6 separate regions of the Mus musculus genome follow, and all the other regions are linked to region 1. A link is a contact called in public ChIA-PET, Hi-C and HiChIP or PLAC-seq data. All regions are on one chromosome and are shown on one strand. Each heading gives the region's core, a stretch centred on a gene start, on an enhancer-like site or on the middle of the called end of the contact. The rest is flanking DNA. Distances are from core to core; before and after follow the strand shown.

The links. Hi-C and Micro-C count contacts between places; a contact is called where the count stands out from the background. ChIA-PET counts read pairs in DNA pulled down with a chosen protein or histone mark. HiChIP or PLAC-seq counts read pairs in DNA pulled down with a chosen protein or histone mark.
Region 2: a Hi-C map of CD8 T cells shows a contact between it and region 1, with 2.0 times the contacts expected there. The contact joins two enhancer-like sites. A contact is called at or near these places in 9 of 484 Hi-C or Micro-C datasets (CD8 T cells, the HL-1 cell line, bone marrow-derived macrophages and 6 more) and 2 of 115 datasets of contacts at active chromatin or transcription factors (CD8 T cells and regulatory T cell precursor).
Region 3: an H3K27ac HiChIP or PLAC-seq map of regulatory T cell precursor shows a contact between it and region 1, with 4 times the contacts expected there. The contact joins two enhancer-like sites. A contact is called at or near these places in 9 of 484 Hi-C or Micro-C datasets (CD4 T cells, CD8 T cells, the HL-1 cell line and 5 more) and 3 of 115 datasets of contacts at active chromatin or transcription factors (effector CD8 T cells, regulatory T cell precursor and thymic regulatory T cells).
Region 4: an RNA polymerase II ChIA-PET map of effector CD8 T cells shows a contact between it and region 1, with 21 read pairs. The contact joins two enhancer-like sites. A contact is called at or near these places in 11 of 484 Hi-C or Micro-C datasets (CD4 T cells, CD8 T cells, Th1 cells and 5 more) and 12 of 115 datasets of contacts at active chromatin or transcription factors (the 230-238 cell line, CD8 T cells, bone marrow-derived dendritic cells and 8 more).
Region 5: a contact with region 1 is called in an RNA polymerase II ChIA-PET map of memory CD8 T cells, with 39 read pairs. The contact joins the promoter of Map3k7 here to the enhancer-like site in region 1. A contact is called at or near these places in 1 of 484 Hi-C or Micro-C datasets (nephron progenitors) and 2 of 115 datasets of contacts at active chromatin or transcription factors (effector CD8 T cells and memory CD8 T cells).
Region 6: a contact with region 1 is called in an H3K27ac HiChIP or PLAC-seq map of regulatory T cells, with 4 times the contacts expected there. The contact joins two enhancer-like sites. A contact is called at or near these places in 1 of 15 datasets of contacts at CTCF or cohesin (large pre-B cells), 9 of 484 Hi-C or Micro-C datasets (CD4 T cells, CD8 T cells, the HL-1 cell line and 6 more) and 8 of 115 datasets of contacts at active chromatin or transcription factors (CD8 T cells, effector CD8 T cells, embryonic stem cells and 5 more).

The regions. Positions count from the first base shown.
Region 1 is chr4:32,148,051-32,150,686 of GRCm38.p6, forward strand. No RefSeq gene overlaps it. Among named protein-coding and RNA genes, the nearest start is that of Gm52717, 12 kb to the right of the region's middle. Within about 2 kb of position 1,296, at least 37 of the 459 cell types and tissues checked have an H3K27ac peak or open chromatin away from gene starts, as enhancers often do. A contact at or near this core is called in CD8 T cells, Th1 cells, Th2 cells and 7 more, where this site is marked.
Region 2 is chr4:32,387,553-32,390,188 of GRCm38.p6, forward strand. It overlaps a transcript of Bach2 not described here. Among named protein-coding and RNA genes, the nearest start is that of Bach2, 29 kb to the right of the region's middle. Within about 2 kb of position 1,334, at least 94 of the 459 cell types and tissues checked have an H3K27ac peak or open chromatin away from gene starts, as enhancers often do. A contact at or near this core is called in CD8 T cells and regulatory T cell precursor, where this site is marked.
Region 3 is chr4:32,362,422-32,365,057 of GRCm38.p6, forward strand. It overlaps a transcript of Bach2 not described here. Among named protein-coding and RNA genes, the nearest start is that of Bach2, 54 kb to the right of the region's middle. Within about 2 kb of position 1,315, at least 68 of the 459 cell types and tissues checked have an H3K27ac peak or open chromatin away from gene starts, as enhancers often do. A contact at or near this core is called in CD8 T cells, effector CD8 T cells, regulatory T cells and 2 more, where this site is marked.
Region 4 is chr4:32,342,675-32,345,310 of GRCm38.p6, forward strand. It overlaps a transcript of Bach2 not described here. Among named protein-coding and RNA genes, the nearest start is that of Bach2, 73 kb to the right of the region's middle. Within about 2 kb of position 1,302, at least 95 of the 459 cell types and tissues checked have an H3K27ac peak or open chromatin away from gene starts, as enhancers often do. A contact at or near this core is called in CD8 T cells, Th1 cells, effector CD8 T cells and 5 more, where this site is marked.
Region 5 is chr4:31,962,766-31,965,401 of GRCm38.p6, forward strand. It overlaps Map3k7 (mitogen-activated protein kinase kinase kinase 7), which reads left to right and starts at 1,342. Exons shown (of 16, transcript NM_172688.3): 1 at 1,342-1,617. The coding sequence starts at 1,498.
Region 6 is chr4:32,290,332-32,292,967 of GRCm38.p6, forward strand. It overlaps a transcript of Bach2 not described here. Among named protein-coding and RNA genes, the nearest start is that of n-TGccc3, 61 kb to the left of the region's middle. Within about 2 kb of position 1,315, at least 52 of the 459 cell types and tissues checked have an H3K27ac peak or open chromatin away from gene starts, as enhancers often do. A contact at or near this core is called in CD8 T cells, Th2 cells, effector CD8 T cells and 4 more, where this site is marked.

The sequences.
Region 1 (2,636 bases), core at 46-2,545:
TCTAGGGACTGAAGGAATCACAACGGTTTTCAGGTGGCAGGCTGCTTAGCTGGAATTTTGTGTTACTGGTAGAAGGCACTAACCAATCTGGGCCTCAAAACCTATCAAGTGAGCTGAAAAGAAAAATCTCTCCCCTCTTTTGATCTGAGAGCTTGTTGCTGTTGTGGGGTATCTTATAGGAGTGCTAACCATTGAAGCTGGTCTTGAAGGTCTGGTGATTCGCTCTGCAGTTGGGAATCGCGAGTCATATCTGCAGAATCTCAAAGAGCAGCTCTGAAGACGGAAGATTGTGTTCTTTGTGATAGCAACACACAGGCGCTTGGAAACTCAAATCTTGGTCTTCCTTGCCGGAAACGGCTCCTTTTTGGCTGGTAAAGCAAGAAATGGAACTCTCTCAGAGTCTGCAGATCACAAACTCTTGATAGAGAGGTCTTCGACTAGAGCTCCAGGATTCCCAAGACATTCCACAGAAGCGGTTGGTAACGATGACTTCTGACCTCGTTCTCCTGGCCATTCTTCGTATACATCCCTTTGCCTTTCTCAAAGGATGTTAGTTGAAGAAAGGGTTCCTATACTAAGGGAAAGAAAGAGTGAGGGAGGAAAAGAGGAGATGGGAGAGAAAGGAGGGAGGAGGGCTTAGCAGAGAGACCATAGCCCATGAAAACCACAAGACCTACAAGGCTCACACAGCTTCTTAGAGAAAGCACTGTGTAGCTGGTGAACTTCCTGCAGGGGACTTCCCAAGCACACCTCAGTTAGTGGCTGTCTGCTCAAAGATGCCAAGGCTTTTGATTTCTCTCTTATGATCAGTTATAGGCAGTATCTAATGCTGATTCCCTTCGCCTTTTATTTAGCAATTTCCAAAATGAATTGGGCCTTACAGCTTTTGCCCTCTTCCTAGGGAGAACACTAGCTATGTGCTGTTATTTCGCCCAAGACAATCTTTTCACAGGGAGGCTTCGGTGTAGCTGAGCTGTTTGTCACATCTTGCTGCTGGGAGAGATTACACTATGAAAAGATGAATAGAACTGAAGCAATGTATTCAACAGTAACCACTCAGGAAAACAAATTCCTTCCTACACGAATCTCCCTTGGTAGCCACCGCTTCTATTACTGACTGGCTTCACTTTCTTGTCGGCATAAAAACAACCATCCAAGGTAAAATGTGTATGATATCCCAACGAATACCCACTGTCAAGAGGTTCCACTGTTTGACCCACCCTGCCCCCTACTTCCTCCGTACACCTGTGCTTATATTCTGGTGCCTGGCAACACATGGCAAGCAAGAGGTGATAGCCCAGGGGAATCCCCCGCCAAAGGGCAGATCTGACAAGACCATTATCAGATGAGACTGAGGTGTGAGGTGACTCAGACACTGTGAAATTTAAAAAAAAAAGCATGTTCATGTAGACCGGCTTTTCCTCTATCAGACAGCACGCCCTTAAGATGCTGTGTCTGAAGCAGCTCTGAAAACCGAGTCCTCTGTTAAATGAGATAGAGGCTCTTGTTGTTCAAATGATTCCCATAAGACAGACTTTTAAAATCAAAAGTCTTTTGCCCATTCGTACATTCGCTGAGCATGTACAAATCTTTTCAGGGCTTTGAGCTGAGTGCTGGCTCTGGAAACGGGGAGAAATAAGACAACTCCCTGCACAAACATTAGACAACCACTCTTTTAAAAAGTGTCAGGGCTTTTCTCCAAGATGGTGGCAAAGGTGGTTAAAAAAAAAAAAAGAAAGCTCTTGCCCCTTGCAAAGCCAAAGCAAAGGCCTTGATTTGCCTAAGAAGGCAGTCACAGCCGCAAAAAGAAGATCCGCATATCACCCACCTCTTGGCAGACCAAGACTCTGCAGCTCTGGAGGCAGCGTAAATACCCTCAAAGGAATGAACCCAGGAGACACAAGCTTGAGAACCATGCCGTCATCAAATTCCCTCTAACCACCGGGTTAGCCTCTCGAGAAGATAGAGGACAACGACATGCTCTTGTTCACTGTGGATGTCAAGGTCAACAAGCACCAGACCAAACAGGCCGTGAAGAAACTCTATGACATTGATGTGGCCAAAGTCAATACCCCGTAAGGCCTGATGGACAGAAGAAGGTGTACGTAGTAGGTCCGCTTGGCTCCCAATTATGATGCTCTGGATGTTGTCAGGAAGACTGGGGTCATCTAAACTGAGACCAGATGGCTAATTCTAAATATACAATTTTTCTTCACCATATGAATGAATGAATAAGTAAATAAATAAATAAATAAATAAATAAATAAATAACATGTTAAGTCTCAAAGAAACCCAGGACCAATGGCTAGCTGAGGTGGTTATCAACATATCAAAGCTGACACTGGCTGCCAGGCTCTCCATTACAGAGTAGCTGTTACAGAGTCCTGGCTTCCTCTCCAGCCCCCGACCTTAAAGTCCCCCTTCCTCTAGCATGTCTTTTTCTATAAAACTCTGCCATTATGGTTACGTGCTCTCTCCATCCGGTCATCGTCTTGGCTCCTGGTCCTCTCCCTTGCCCTCTCTTCTCTCCTCGTCTCTCTCACTCCCCTCCACTCCTCCTTACATGACCGCGCTCAGTCTGGACTCTTCCAACCACCTCTGGCTCTGCTCTCTCTCTCAGCTACGATTCTCCTCAA
Region 2 (2,636 bases), core at 84-2,583, 240 kb after region 1:
CAGGGGAGAAGAGCTGTTGAAGGGAAAATGGCTTCCCTGACCTCCGAAGGAGGCTGAGGTGAACAAACTTTAGTCTTTTCCACCTCAGAAGTGAGGGCCACATCCTTCTGATGCCCGAAGCCACAAACCCCAGAGCCAGAAGCAGCCACTTACAGGATGGTATTTGCAAATCAGACATGGTTCCTGCTCTCTATTTGGAGCAATTTGGGTGGGTCTGGGCTGGAAAAGAGGGAAAGTGTGTTGCTTTTTTTAATCCAACAACTTATAACTGTGTCAACACATAAGACGGTCTGTCAAAGCTTTCCTCTGGTGTTGCTGCTGTGAATTAATTTTGAGAGTCACTTGTGAGCAGTAAACACTTTTGCAGCATGAACAACTCTGTACAGTAGGAGTTGTCAACAGCTTGCTGTCCCCCACCCCCACCCCCGTGAGGGGGGAGTGAGGCAGAGCAGCGGGCGCATACACACACACACACACACACACACACACACACACACACACACAGGAAGCTGGCTGAAATACAAGGAACAGAAAGTCACCGCCACTCCTGTTGCTTATCTTTCGGCGGTTTCCTTTCTTCTATTGACCACAAGAAATGGGAGGATTTGGAATGTGTGCAGCTGAGTCGGCCTGTGCCTCTGGGCATTTGGACACTTCTTGCTGTTTGAGAATTGGCTCTAGAACTTGTGGGCCACCTTGAGGTGTTTTTTTTTTTTTTGTCCCTAATTGATTAGAGAGCCACCACATGGAGCAAGATACAAAGACACATACTGTGTCCAATACTGATTTGAAAGAGAGCCTATGGGTTTTTTACATTTTGTGGCAGTAGCCTTGCGTATTCTGCTGAGCTTCATCCACACAGTTAAAACAGTCTCTCTCTTGACTTAACACCTGATGGAGCTCTGTGTGTACCTATAGGTAGCTCTGTGTTTCTGTTTGTTTAGGGATCTCCATTTTCTCTCTACTCTGTCTGCCATCTAGATATTGGGGTGACTAGCCAAACCAGACCAGCACTTTCTCTCCAGCATGCTCTGTGACACATAGCAGCTCCCAAAGCATTCTACGACACGCCAGTGATGAGCATCCGTGACTCTGACCCTCATTTTGAGATCTGTACAGAGCTGTCCGTTCCTTTCACATCTACAAAAAAGAAAAACAAAAAACTTAAATATACCATCCTCCGTCTAGAAGCTACGGTAGGTGTGTTAGCCGGCCCAGCTGCAGAGGCGTGGGTTTCCTGTGTTTATGTTAAACCTGCTGGATACAGTCACCCTCCTGTTTTGTTCCTAAAGTCCCTTTCTTCATGCTTTACATTTCCTCAGTTGCCTGACGTGCATTATAGACATGTTAAACCTGTTTGTAGCTCACAGACCACACAGCAGAGGCTAGAGACTGCCTCCTCACCTGGTACAGTGCTTTCACTGGGCACACATCATACTCCAGAAACAGGGGAGACCTATAGGTCCCGAGGGGACACAGGGGGTAAATGGATTGGGTCTTCTTCAGCATCATTTATTTCCAGGAGCCCTCAGGGAAGACCCCAAACACTCACTGGTGACATGGGTCATATGTGCCAGATATGATCTTGTGACTCTGGGACATGACAGGATTGGGCTCTCTGAGGGCAGTAAGGACTGAGTGCATCCCGAGGCAGGGGCAGGGACTGGCTGCACAGGCTCCTGCTCTCAAGCCAGCACACGACATCTTGCTCTTACTTTGTCAAACGATGTTGGCAGGGATCCAGTTTGCTACGCAGTGGAAGAGTAGACCTTTCCTCTTTCCTAAGAGATGGGCATGTGGAGAGGAGTGGTCTTCTGAGGCAAACGTCCCATCCTCCTCTCAGTCTGGGCTGTGCTCGGTTCACTCCATTCCTGACTGTAGAAGAGAGAAAGAGGTGGAAACGTGTTAGAGCCCTCAACGAGTTAACTGAGAGTGTTTTCAAGTAAGAATCATCATGAAATGTATGGAACATAAAAGGCAAATGCAAAATACTTAAATGACAGGTGGCATCATCTGAAAAGGACGTGGGGGCTGATCCCAGCGCCGCGATCCCACACAGCTGCATTAATTTGCCTAATCACTGGATTGCTGTACCCAGTGTCTATAAATAAACACACAAACTAATCTTTTGATTATCCTCCTTTTTTGGGGGGAACATTTAATTTTCCTTGCTTCCCCTCCCCCACCCCATCTTCGTGTCTTTTCATTGTGATTAAACTGAATTTCTAAATCTCGAGTTAATACAGCTTCTCCTATAGCTATTAACATTAGACAGGCGACAAGCAAAAAGAACAAAAAAAAAATCAGTTCACAGAGAAACACAGGTGGCCACTAGCTGTATAAAGGGGGTATTCAGCTCTGTGATCATTGATAGGGAATTTGAGGTGGAAAAAAATCAATTAGTTGTTATTTTCAAGTATCACATAATCACACAGATTAAAATTATTGGGAAAGCTTTAGCAACTGCAAAAGTGTGAGAAACCCCATGCAAAATGAGATGCGTGTGCATGGCCTGGCTTCTCAAACCCCCAAATGCTGGTGGTCTGTACTCACCACCAAGGACAGATGCTTAAAGGCAGGCTACGAAGTGCTTGCGTCTTTAGAGACAGCGTCTCCTCAAGTGCTCAGGCATAGTG
Region 3 (2,636 bases), core at 65-2,564, 210 kb after region 1:
TTCCAGCAGGATTCGCCCAGTTCTGGATAAAAAGAAGTGAGGGGGGAGCAAGAGAGAGAGGAAAGAAGAGGTGGTGAGGTGTTGCTAATTTGATTTGACTCCTGATTAGTTCCTTAGCTTCATCTTGCTCCAAGTTCAACTCTTGTCTCTACTCCATTAGAGTAGCTATTGAATGGGCCCACCAGCTTGTCCAGTATGTATTCCCTTCCTGCCCTCGCCCCTTTCTCAGAAACTACAGGATCCCTTCAGAAGGCCTCCCCTCCCCTCATGTGATGGTTTGTCTATGCTTAGCCCAGGGAGTGGTACTATTAGAAGGTGTGGCCCTGTTGGAGTAGGTGTGTCACTGTGTGTGGGCTTTAAGACCCTCATCCTAGCTGCCTGGAAGCCAGTATTCTGCTAGCTGCCTTCAGATGAAGACATAGAACTCTCAGCTCCTCCTGCACCATGCCTGCCTGGATGCTGCCATGTTCCTGCCTTGATGATAATGGACTGAACCTCTGAGCCTGTAAGCCAGCCCCAGTTAAATGTTGTCCTTATAAGAGTTTTCTCGGCCATGGTGTCTGTTCACAGCAGTAAAACCCTAAGACACCTCATCTAGCTTAAGTCCCCTGTTTGCTTTTGTGACCTCACCTCTGCAGTCCGGTGCTTGTTACAGTGGCGTTTCAATTATTCAGATCAGTCTTTACCATCCATCCCACAGTTAATCTCTGTGTTCTGTAGACCAGCAGATCCTTGTCTGTTTTTCCAGTGACCAGTACAGGAGCCGCCGTGTAGGAACTGCTCAATGCATAGCTGTCAAGTGGTCTTCTCCAGATACGGCTGGGGCCACAGGATGGCCGGCGATCCTTTCTTACTATGGTAATGCTTTCTAGGTAGAGGCATGTCCTCCAAGTGTCTCTGCCCTAGGGTACCTCACTCTGGCCATTGATCCCTGCAGGTGAATTTGCAGAGAACCAGATGTAAAACCAGGCTTTGCCAGTGCTGTCGAGCTGCTGAATAAGCCAGTCATGGGGCTGTTCTGCCCCCTGGCACTTCCACTCAGGGAAATAAAGCCTCCGTCTTGGTCACGTTAGGTTTACAGTTTTCTCTCATGAGATCAGTCTCTGACACAGAATGTCACAAGTGACTGACAAATGAGTGAGTAACTTTATCTCCCTTGGCCGGTTTACAGATTCCTCGTGTCCCTGTGTAATTGAGTTTTCGCTTCCTTCCTGTGAAGTCGGGCCTTGGTGACGATAATACTCAGCACTGAACCCAGATTGCTTTTGAGAGTTGCTGCCTTCACTCGATGCCCTGTAACCTGAACTTGAACTCCGACCCCCCACCTCTCACCCTTTGGCTCTGCACTTAGTTCGTAACTTCTTGGGGGCAAGTTCCTCTGTTAGGAGTTTGAGAGTCAGATGAAGTCATGCCGGCAGTTTCCTGTTTGCGAGCCTCTGAGCTGGTGACAAGCGCAGGCAGCTCTGACAGGTCTGTAGGTGTTGCCAGATGTGGCTCTGATTCACCCCCTCTGCTCGATAATTCCCCAGAGCTCTTCATCTCCCCAGCCGCCATCCCTGCTCTCCTCCTCGGGATGAGAAGATGTTGTGCCACCTTTCCGTGTGAGGAGATGAGCTGCTCACAGCCCGCCCCTTCATGCCCCACCTGCTTTTCTAGGGTTCAGGTGGGATGTTTATTGGTGCCTTTCTCTCCTCCCCCCATTAGTGTGGAACAGCCACAGTACAGGAGACTTTATTTGTTTCTGAACATTTTCTGTGTGAAGGACTTCGGTGCTCTACTGGCTCCAGTAGGCCCACCCACCACACACAAACACACCTCAGTGTAACACAACATAACCTGTGAAATGCAGGACTTTTCATAAATGCTACTTGAAACACAAAGACACTACTCTTCTCTCTCTGCTTAGCTGATTTCCCAGCCCTTGGGTAATAACAGGGAGAGACAGCCACCTGCTTTTGTAAAATGGTCCCTTGGTGATAAACCGCGGAGGCAAGCAGGTAGGTAACCCATCTGTGAGAGTTTGCCAGTGCCACGGGGAACACACACTGAATTTGTAATGTAAAAACTAGTGTTCTTAAACCAAAATAGGAATAGTGCTTTTGGCTCACCACCATCTTACACCATTAACAGGTTCTCTCTGAGATCAGGATTCAATCCTTGATACCTTAAAAGGTTAGAAGGACATAGCACAGATGCAGCAAAAGTGATTTGTACACTCAGGAAGTGCCAGACAAGAGTGTTAGTGTTCAAAGACACCAAACAACTACCCTTTCATGCTACCCAGAGCCCTCCTTGGTCCCCCGCACCTCCCAAAATACAGAGAATGGTTATTTGCTTGGCCCTACATGTACCTGAATGTATTCCTCTGTACCTTAATACTTTTAATAGAACTGTTTCCTTCCCTGACTTCTAAATTGTCAAGAAAAAAAAATACTGTGGTCCTTTCTATTCAGGGAACTGCGTTATAGTCTGGGTAAAGGACTTTACACAGCACTAAAATCTCATCCACCTCTTGCACTTATTTTGTTAGCCAGCACTTGTGCACAATATTGTATAAGAAGCACATGAATCTATAGATCAAATATGTCTGAGAATGAACAGACAAAAGTTCTAACTCATGAAGCTTATACGCAGCC
Region 4 (2,636 bases), core at 52-2,551, 190 kb after region 1:
TGTGGTTTTAAGTATCATCACACACACACACACACACACACACACACACACACACACACACACATATGTTCCAGCCTCTTCTAAGTGGCAGGCCTGTGTTCCTTTCATTTCTGGTACTCAAATTGTAGTTCTGTTTGTTTGTGTGTTTGATATTGAAATATTTACTAAGATTTATATACACATTTCAATGGCAGAGTTTTGTGTGTGTGTGTGTGTGTGTGTGTGTGTGTGAGAGAGAGAGAGAGAGAGAGAGAGAGAGAGACAGAGACAGAGACAGAGACAGAGACAGAGACTGAGACTGAGTTCTAGGACTAGGCAAGAGTACACATTACTGCTTTAGCTCCATCAAAGAACTTCACATGTTCCAGGTCCAGTTGCTTTTCTCCTGTATCTGAGTTGGAGTCATTCTTCTACCCTTGGGTTTCCTCACCCGTATGTTTACTATGGAGACTCCCTTAAGGAGTTATAATTTAAACCAATTAGCCTGGTGTGCATCTCCCAGCAAAATTTGTTTCTTATACAGAACGTGCCAGAGTCCAGTGGAACTGACTGGCAATGCGGACTTTTAAAGAAGAAATGTTTTCATCTGTGCCGCTGACAGAATGCCACTGGGATGCACTGCATTTTACACCCAAAGAAAGTGTCAGTAGAGGGTGACTCCTTCAATAGTGAGGCAGGACAAACGCTCACACCAGTTCTGGGCAGTTCTTGACTGACAGGGGTTTAAACCACAGTGAATTCTTTGGCTCCTGCAAGGGTTTGCTTGAGAGGAACAGTGAAAAGGGTTTTAGTTTCTCTTCCTCCAGCCCAGCATTGTTTTCTTAGCTGTCTGTTTAGGAGGTAGGACGAAGTGGCCACTTGAAACCAGTGGTCTAAGGGATGACAAGTCGCATCAGTGTTTAATCACTGTGGCTAAAACCCATCCTGGTCAATGGGGCTGAGGAAACATCTGTGAGCTAACACATCTTCCCTTCAAACCCTTTCTTATCCTTTTGTAGCAGCAGCAGCAGCAGCAGCTGTAGAATTGAGCTTTCTGCTTGTATCCCGGCGCTGAGCGCAGGCTGATGTTTGGCTGTGGTTGTGAGAATGTCCACCGTGTCCTTTTAGATGCTAGTAAGGAGCCACATGAGATTCAAGGTTCAAGCCAGATGGCACTTCGCTCCTCCTGGAGTTTGTACCAAGGCCACAGCTAGCTTTGAATTTCCCCAGGAAGAAGGGGGAGCGGGGTTGGGGTTGGTGACACACCCTGCACATAATGTAAACACAGGTTGTGCGTCTTCCCTTCTGTGAAGAGTGGTGACAGCAGTTCGACTTTGATTGACATCATCCACTACCATTCTGGCCCACAAGCATGCGGTGAAGAGGAGCACCCAGAAACCAAAGTGGTCGTTTCCTGACACTCTCCACCCCCACCCCCAAGGCCTTTGCCTTCCTTCAGTTTGTCAGAAAAGTAGGGGATGACTTAAGGCAAATAAGTAAAATGATTACAAAATTTATGGTTCACAAGACTTTACAGGGTCAAAAGAATCAGGGTGTAGCATAGAGTGATAAATATGAACCCTCATGGTGCTGAAAAGTGGGGGCAGAAGGAGCCTGGGACAGCTGAGAGCTACCTCCTCTGTACTCTGTACAGCATCACCATACTCTGTATCTTTAGTGGATGGCTGGGCCTCTGATGATCTAATTCCAGTTTGGGTTTGTGTGCCCCCAGAGGCATCAGCAGCTACCCTGAGGTATAGTCGGATTGCCCCCAGCCTAGTGAGAGTCTCAGCACTTCCTGGCTGCGCATCTGCTGGTGTGACTCCTCTGAATCTTGTTTTCTTGTCTATGTAAAAAAGGAATGACGACGTTCCCTGAGTTGTGGAGCTCGCACTCGGTGGTGTGGAAGCACCGCAGAGGTCTGCAGGAGGTGCTCATGAATGATAGCTGAGCCGCATGGCACAGACACAAAGACACTCTGCACTCAGGTTGTCTGCCATGTGGGCAAGAAGATATACGTACATAAGATAACTGTGTAAAAAAATGTAACAACAGCAGTGGATTTATGTGCGGAGTGCAGGTTAGTCTGAAATGCCTTGAGGTTCGCAGATTTTTGAATAAAAAATAAATTTTAGGTAGGCAAAGCTTTATTTTCAAGGAGAGAGGAAGCATAAAATATGCAGTCACATAGACCCATTAAATATTTCAATGCTGAAATGTTAGCAGGCTAATGTAGAGCTTCAATCCGCTCAGAACACTGTGGCCAGGCAGAAAGGATGCTATAAAGCTATCGTATACATGGGTGGAGGCCATCCGTGAGGCCATTGGTCAGAACTGAAGATGCAATTACATCTTGTACAAGGAGAAGTTGAAGTTCCAGAGTAGATGAAGGTTGTTAGAGACGAGGAGGACATTGGCACAGGAGTCGATGATCAAATAGATCATTTAAATGACCCAATAACCCCCATCTACCATTTAAGTAAATGAAGAAATTTCTAGTTTGTGTGGCTGGTCTATGGGTTTTTCAGTTCTAAATCTCAAAGAAAAGAATTCTCCTCTCAATACAATGGCACAACTCAAGTCCACCTCAGGGCAGCTATGTCATCCACACCCATTTAATGGAGAGTCTGTGGCTACATGGAAGCCCTTTGAGGACA
Region 5 (2,636 bases), core at 92-2,591, 190 kb before region 1:
GTTGGTCATACAACATGGGCAATACCTTCCATCTTGGGGTTCTCTGACCTAACTTGTGACACTCAAACTTGAATTGCCATGCTACTGCTGAGTATTTAGTAAGCATACAGCACTAGCATTAAAGGCAGGAAAGGAAAAGCTATGAGACCATAAATAGGGAAAGGTGCCCCTTATTCGAAGTTGAAACTCCTCATCGGGTTAAAAATAAATAAATAAATAATCTCAGTACAACCAACATTTGCTATGAAGACTGCCGACACAAAGGCAACATTCCTTCCTATAAAGGTATCTTAGGTTAAACTAGCAGTGGATCTTTGCCTAAGGTTCAAGCCTGTGCCCTTCGTCCTTTCCTAGACATTAGACTATTAACTTTGTTTCCAATTAAGTTATCTTAACTCTAGTAACCCCGGAATATGGGGCTTTACCGTAGCAATCCTAATCTTGTTGGGTAGTCTTCAGGAACCACCCTATGATCTCCCTTAAACTCAACAATCCTTCAGAGACATTAGTCCTTCAAAGACAATGTCCTCAAAGGTCGCCAAAATGCTGTACATAAACATTAAGGACAATGAAGCGTGACTCTCCTTATAGCTCTGAGGCATAGTGGCTCCTCTTAAAATCCGTCGTCTTGGTGTGTCCACGGATTCTCAAACCAAACCCTCGGGGCTGTTGTGGACGACAGCCTCGGGAAGGTGACAAAGCGAAGCCATCTGAACTGCCTTAGGAAGTGTGTAAAACGCCACTGGTGTCTCTCTACGATGCTAACTTCCATTAGTGAGCGCTCACGCGTCACGGTGCTCCCCCCGATGGCGCGCGCTAACCGCTGCTCCCGAACCCCCTCGCCAGCTCGGGGTTCCGCTTAAAAAAGTAACGGGCTCACGGCTGAAAACCCGACATGAAGAGGTGCCCAATGAGCACAAGACAAACCCTAGGCTGCCTGACCGCAGACCGCCCAGCACAGAGCAGGGGAAGGCACGACGCGGCTCAAAAGAAACAGGCAGAAAGCGACGGAGTTCATCTTTCCCGCTGGATCCCGCAGGACCAACCGGTCCGCCTTCGGGCTCGCTCCGCGCCAGTTCCGATCGCGCACATTTACTACGTCACGGCGTCCAGTCTCGCGGTATCCTCCTGCCGCCGAGGCCCTTTCGCAAAAGTCTCGCGAAACCTGTTCCTCGGGCCCACGGCTCCGCGCTCGCCCTCCTCCACTCCGCCCCTACCCCGGCTTCTCCCTCACTCGCTCCCCGGGTCAGGAAATTCCCCGCTCGGGTCCGGCAGGCGCGCCTCCTCCCTCCCAGTTCCGAGTTCAAACCGGAACTGGAAGTGTGGTGGGCGGGGCCCGGCGACGGAAAGCGCTGAGGAGCCGAAGCCGGGACTCGGCGGTGGCCCGGGTCGGTCCCGCGCCACGGAGCGCCGGGCGGCGGGGCTGCGGGGCTCCGGGCTGAAGGGCGCTGCGCGAGCCGGAGGGCGGGCGCGGCCCCCCGGGCGCCGCGGGGGATCATGTCGACAGCCTCCGCCGCCTCGTCCTCCTCCTCGTCTTCTGCCAGTGAGATGATCGAAGCGCCGTCGCAGGTCCTGAACTTCGAAGAGATCGACTACAAGGAGATCGAGGTGGAAGAGGTGAGCGAGGCCGAGACCTGCTGCCCCGCGCCGCCTGGGATCCCGGGCGGGAGGCGGCTTCCCCATGGGCTTCGGGGGTTGAGTCTGAATCTGTGATTCTCTACCTGATTCTTATGTGGTCGGCAGTTCAATTATCCGTAAATAGATTGAGCAAAGTTTGGTGGCCGCGGGATTTCAGCTCGCTGGTAGTGGTGTTAGAGTCCAGGATAGTGTGTGTGTGTGTGTCTGTCTGTCTGTCTGTATGTCTGTCTTGTCTGTCTGTGTGACTTCTAGCGCAGTGTGTGACACGAAAGGATGCTTGGGACAGGCTGGTAAAGAGAACGTCGAACGTCTCACGGTGCTTCCCCTGGTCCCGGATTCTTCTTTCTCTGATACCGTAGGTAGTTCTACCTTCTATTGGGCTCTGTAGATGAATTTCAATCTCTAGTAACGTTAAGTCTGTTATGAAAACATGTTTCAAGTAGCATAGTCTGAAGAGGCAAGTAGTGATTATGGTGACAGTCAGAATATTACGCTACACCAGAAATCGCTGTTAGAAAAACCGAATAAATTCAATGTTCAGGTGGAAGAGTGTCTTCACTTCATCGCCTATTTTCAGATTCACAGTGGGGCCAGTGACTTCTAAGAGTCTTAATATTTACTGAAGAGGAAAAAATCTGTACATATATTCAAAATGCCGTTTAGAACTCGTTGAAGCTTTGGTTAGAAACGCGTTCACGCAGTTTCTATGAGTTTAACCGTTTTTTAAGAGCACTGTGCATTTTCTGTGCCTTAATGTGTGGGTTTTTTATAGCTAGACTGAGTTGTCTTTTCTTCATTTTTAAAGTATTATAGTAAGGAGTTAAAAGATGCAAGCAAATTAACAATCAATAAATACATCTTTACCTTAGAGGACTACTAAGTCATATCTTTGTATCACAAAAACTAACCAGAGATGAGTGTGTTCATTGAGAGCATGATTATCTTAGAAAAAGTGTGCTGGATAGGGGAAGGTTTGAGACAGAGGAAGACGCTTCAGA
Region 6 (2,636 bases), core at 65-2,564, 140 kb after region 1:
TAGATACATTTGGTCCTAGCAGCATGTAGTAGGAAATGAATATTTAACTTTGAAACACTTTTTTGTACTTTAAACTCCTCCCAGGCCTTAAAAACACTCTCCCTGATGTTCCTGGGTAAGGGAGAATAGCTTTGCCTAGGCTCCTGGCCACATAGTCTCCAGCTTTAACATTTAGCCCCAGTCCCTTCAAGACACAGACAGCCTTTTCCACTCAGCGATCAGAACTTGGTGATTTGCTTAGCCTAGCTGGCCAGGAATAGGCCCTCTATGTCCGTGCTACCAGGACTGGGATTGCAGCAGTTCACTGTCGCTCTGCCTTTAGTGTGTGCAAGCCCTGGGATAAACTTCATCCACTGAGCCTTCCCCACAGCCTCATGCATCGTCTTGGTGTGACTTGTTTAATCACAGCAACTTCTATAAATCAGCAGCTGTACTAACCAAGACTTTTTCTATTGAAAAGTGCAGACCACTTAGTGCTTTGTTATATTTGATATTGGGCCAGGCAGCTGGCTATAGCCATGGTTGTCCCCTTTGATGGACAGGAGCAGCATTTCACAAAGGAAGCAAGGCAGAGATGAGCAAACAGAGATCACAGCAGGCAGTGGAGGTTTAGAAAAGGTGAGATCATTGGCCCAGGGTGGCTTAGCTGGTAAGTGGTAAAAGTCAGACTGGCTTCCAAAGCCATTCGGAGTCTACCATGAAAGACATGAGCTTTATGCAAGCGTGCATGGTACTTCGGCCACCTCATTAGCATTAGGATATGGGACTGTTGGCCAAGATGGCTTCCCTCATTGCTGCTTGTCCTCAACACCTACAGTGACACCTTCAGTGAGCGATCAACTGTACCTTGCTATCTTTCTTCCAAAACTGTTAGACTATTGTATGGCCAGCTTCATTCATTTGACATTTTTATTGCTTTCCACTTCAAAAAGCAACCTTTTTCTTGACTTGGCCTCTGATTCTGGAGAAATCTTGACTGAGGTCCTGTGAACAGACAAGAGCTTTTCCAAGCTGTTTTCGTGCAGAGCTCTGCCCTTCCAGGAAGTGTCTCTTCATCAGTGTTCATCAGTTGAGGCAGCAGACTCTAGACATGGCATGTCTTCGTGCTCACTGTCACCTCTCAGTCTTACTGTATGGACTCTCAGGGGGCGTGCTGCATGGAAGACAGCCTAGACTTTGCTCTTGATCTGTTTATGAAGACATTACAGTGTTTTTTCAGCATTCCTGGAATCAGTGACTGAAGCTCTGACCCTTGATGTGTTTAGTCTTTACATGTGTTCATCTCTACATCAAAAACAGAGGAAGCCACAGGAAATTGCTGCCTGTATTTCCAGGAAACTGAACTACATCACCAGCTGCCCAATCTGCACAGCCCAGAGTACCCTGGTGCAGGCATCTGTGGCTGATGAAGGTGGAGATAAGGAGACGAGGAGTGGGACTCTCCTCATCCTGTCGCTTCTCACTGTAGGCCCAGGGAACGCACGTAGAATGCATGTCTGGGCTTAAGGAAAATTAAAAAAAAAACAACTTCAACCCTCAGTTTCTGAGAGCATGAATACTGGGTGAAGCGAGCTGTGTCCTGTGCCTGGCACACGCCGTTACAGTACTACTGTCTCATCACCAGGGACTGAAGGGACATCATGTGAGCCTGTGGACGGAGTGGGGACTCTAAAGACAATAAGCTACACTGACCACCACTGTTTTTAAATAGTTTTTAAACCACTATGTTTATGCTGACAGTGGTTACAACAACTGCTGGTGTAGTGAGTGTTGCCTGTGGAATACCAGGTATTTGGTAAGGACTGTACAAGCGTTAATTAATCACACAAACTCTTCCAAAGCGTTCTCTTTGTCATTCCAAATTTCAGATTTAATACTTGAAACTGGCCCATGGTCACATAGGCATTGAGATACGCAAATTTAAACCTAACTATATATATTTTCAGGCCAGTCGACCTAGGGGATTTTTACTAGAGGTGGTGTCTGTAAGTACATGCAGATGGAAACCCACCAGCGCTCTCTGGGACAGGCTGGGGAGACACAGAAAGGACTCTGGTGCGGGTCTCACCTCATAAATTCAACAGGTGATCAGAACGAACATGAGACTTTCACATTGCTATGTGAATTGAATCGAATGTTCTTCATGAGCATATAGTTTCCCATCCTTCGGACCAACGTGAGACAGACTGGATCAGCAGTCAGCAAAAGCAGTTGAGGCTTAGCTGAATAGTAGCCTGAATGAGTCACTGCAAAATGATTTCATTTGGGTCCAGAGATGCTGCCTGTTAAACAGACAGCAGAAAGGAAGAAAAGTGTCTAAGAATTAGACACAACAAAAGGACATTTAAGGACTTGGTAGAAACTAGATCTGAACTTTCTGGCAGCTTTTCTGAGGATAGGAAGAAAGGGAAACTGGTCTTTATTTCCTTTTGTTTTAGAGACAGGGTCTTCCTATACAGCCTAGGCTGACCTCCAGCCTGCTAGAGGCCCATTGCTGTCTCAGGCTCACAAACTCCTGTCTTAGCCTCCCAAGTGCTGGGCTTGTAAGTTTGTGCCATCATGACTGGCTGATTTTCAAGTCTTAAAGGAAAAAGGAAATCTGTTAAAATTTTGGAAAAACAGCATGCAAACTGGCA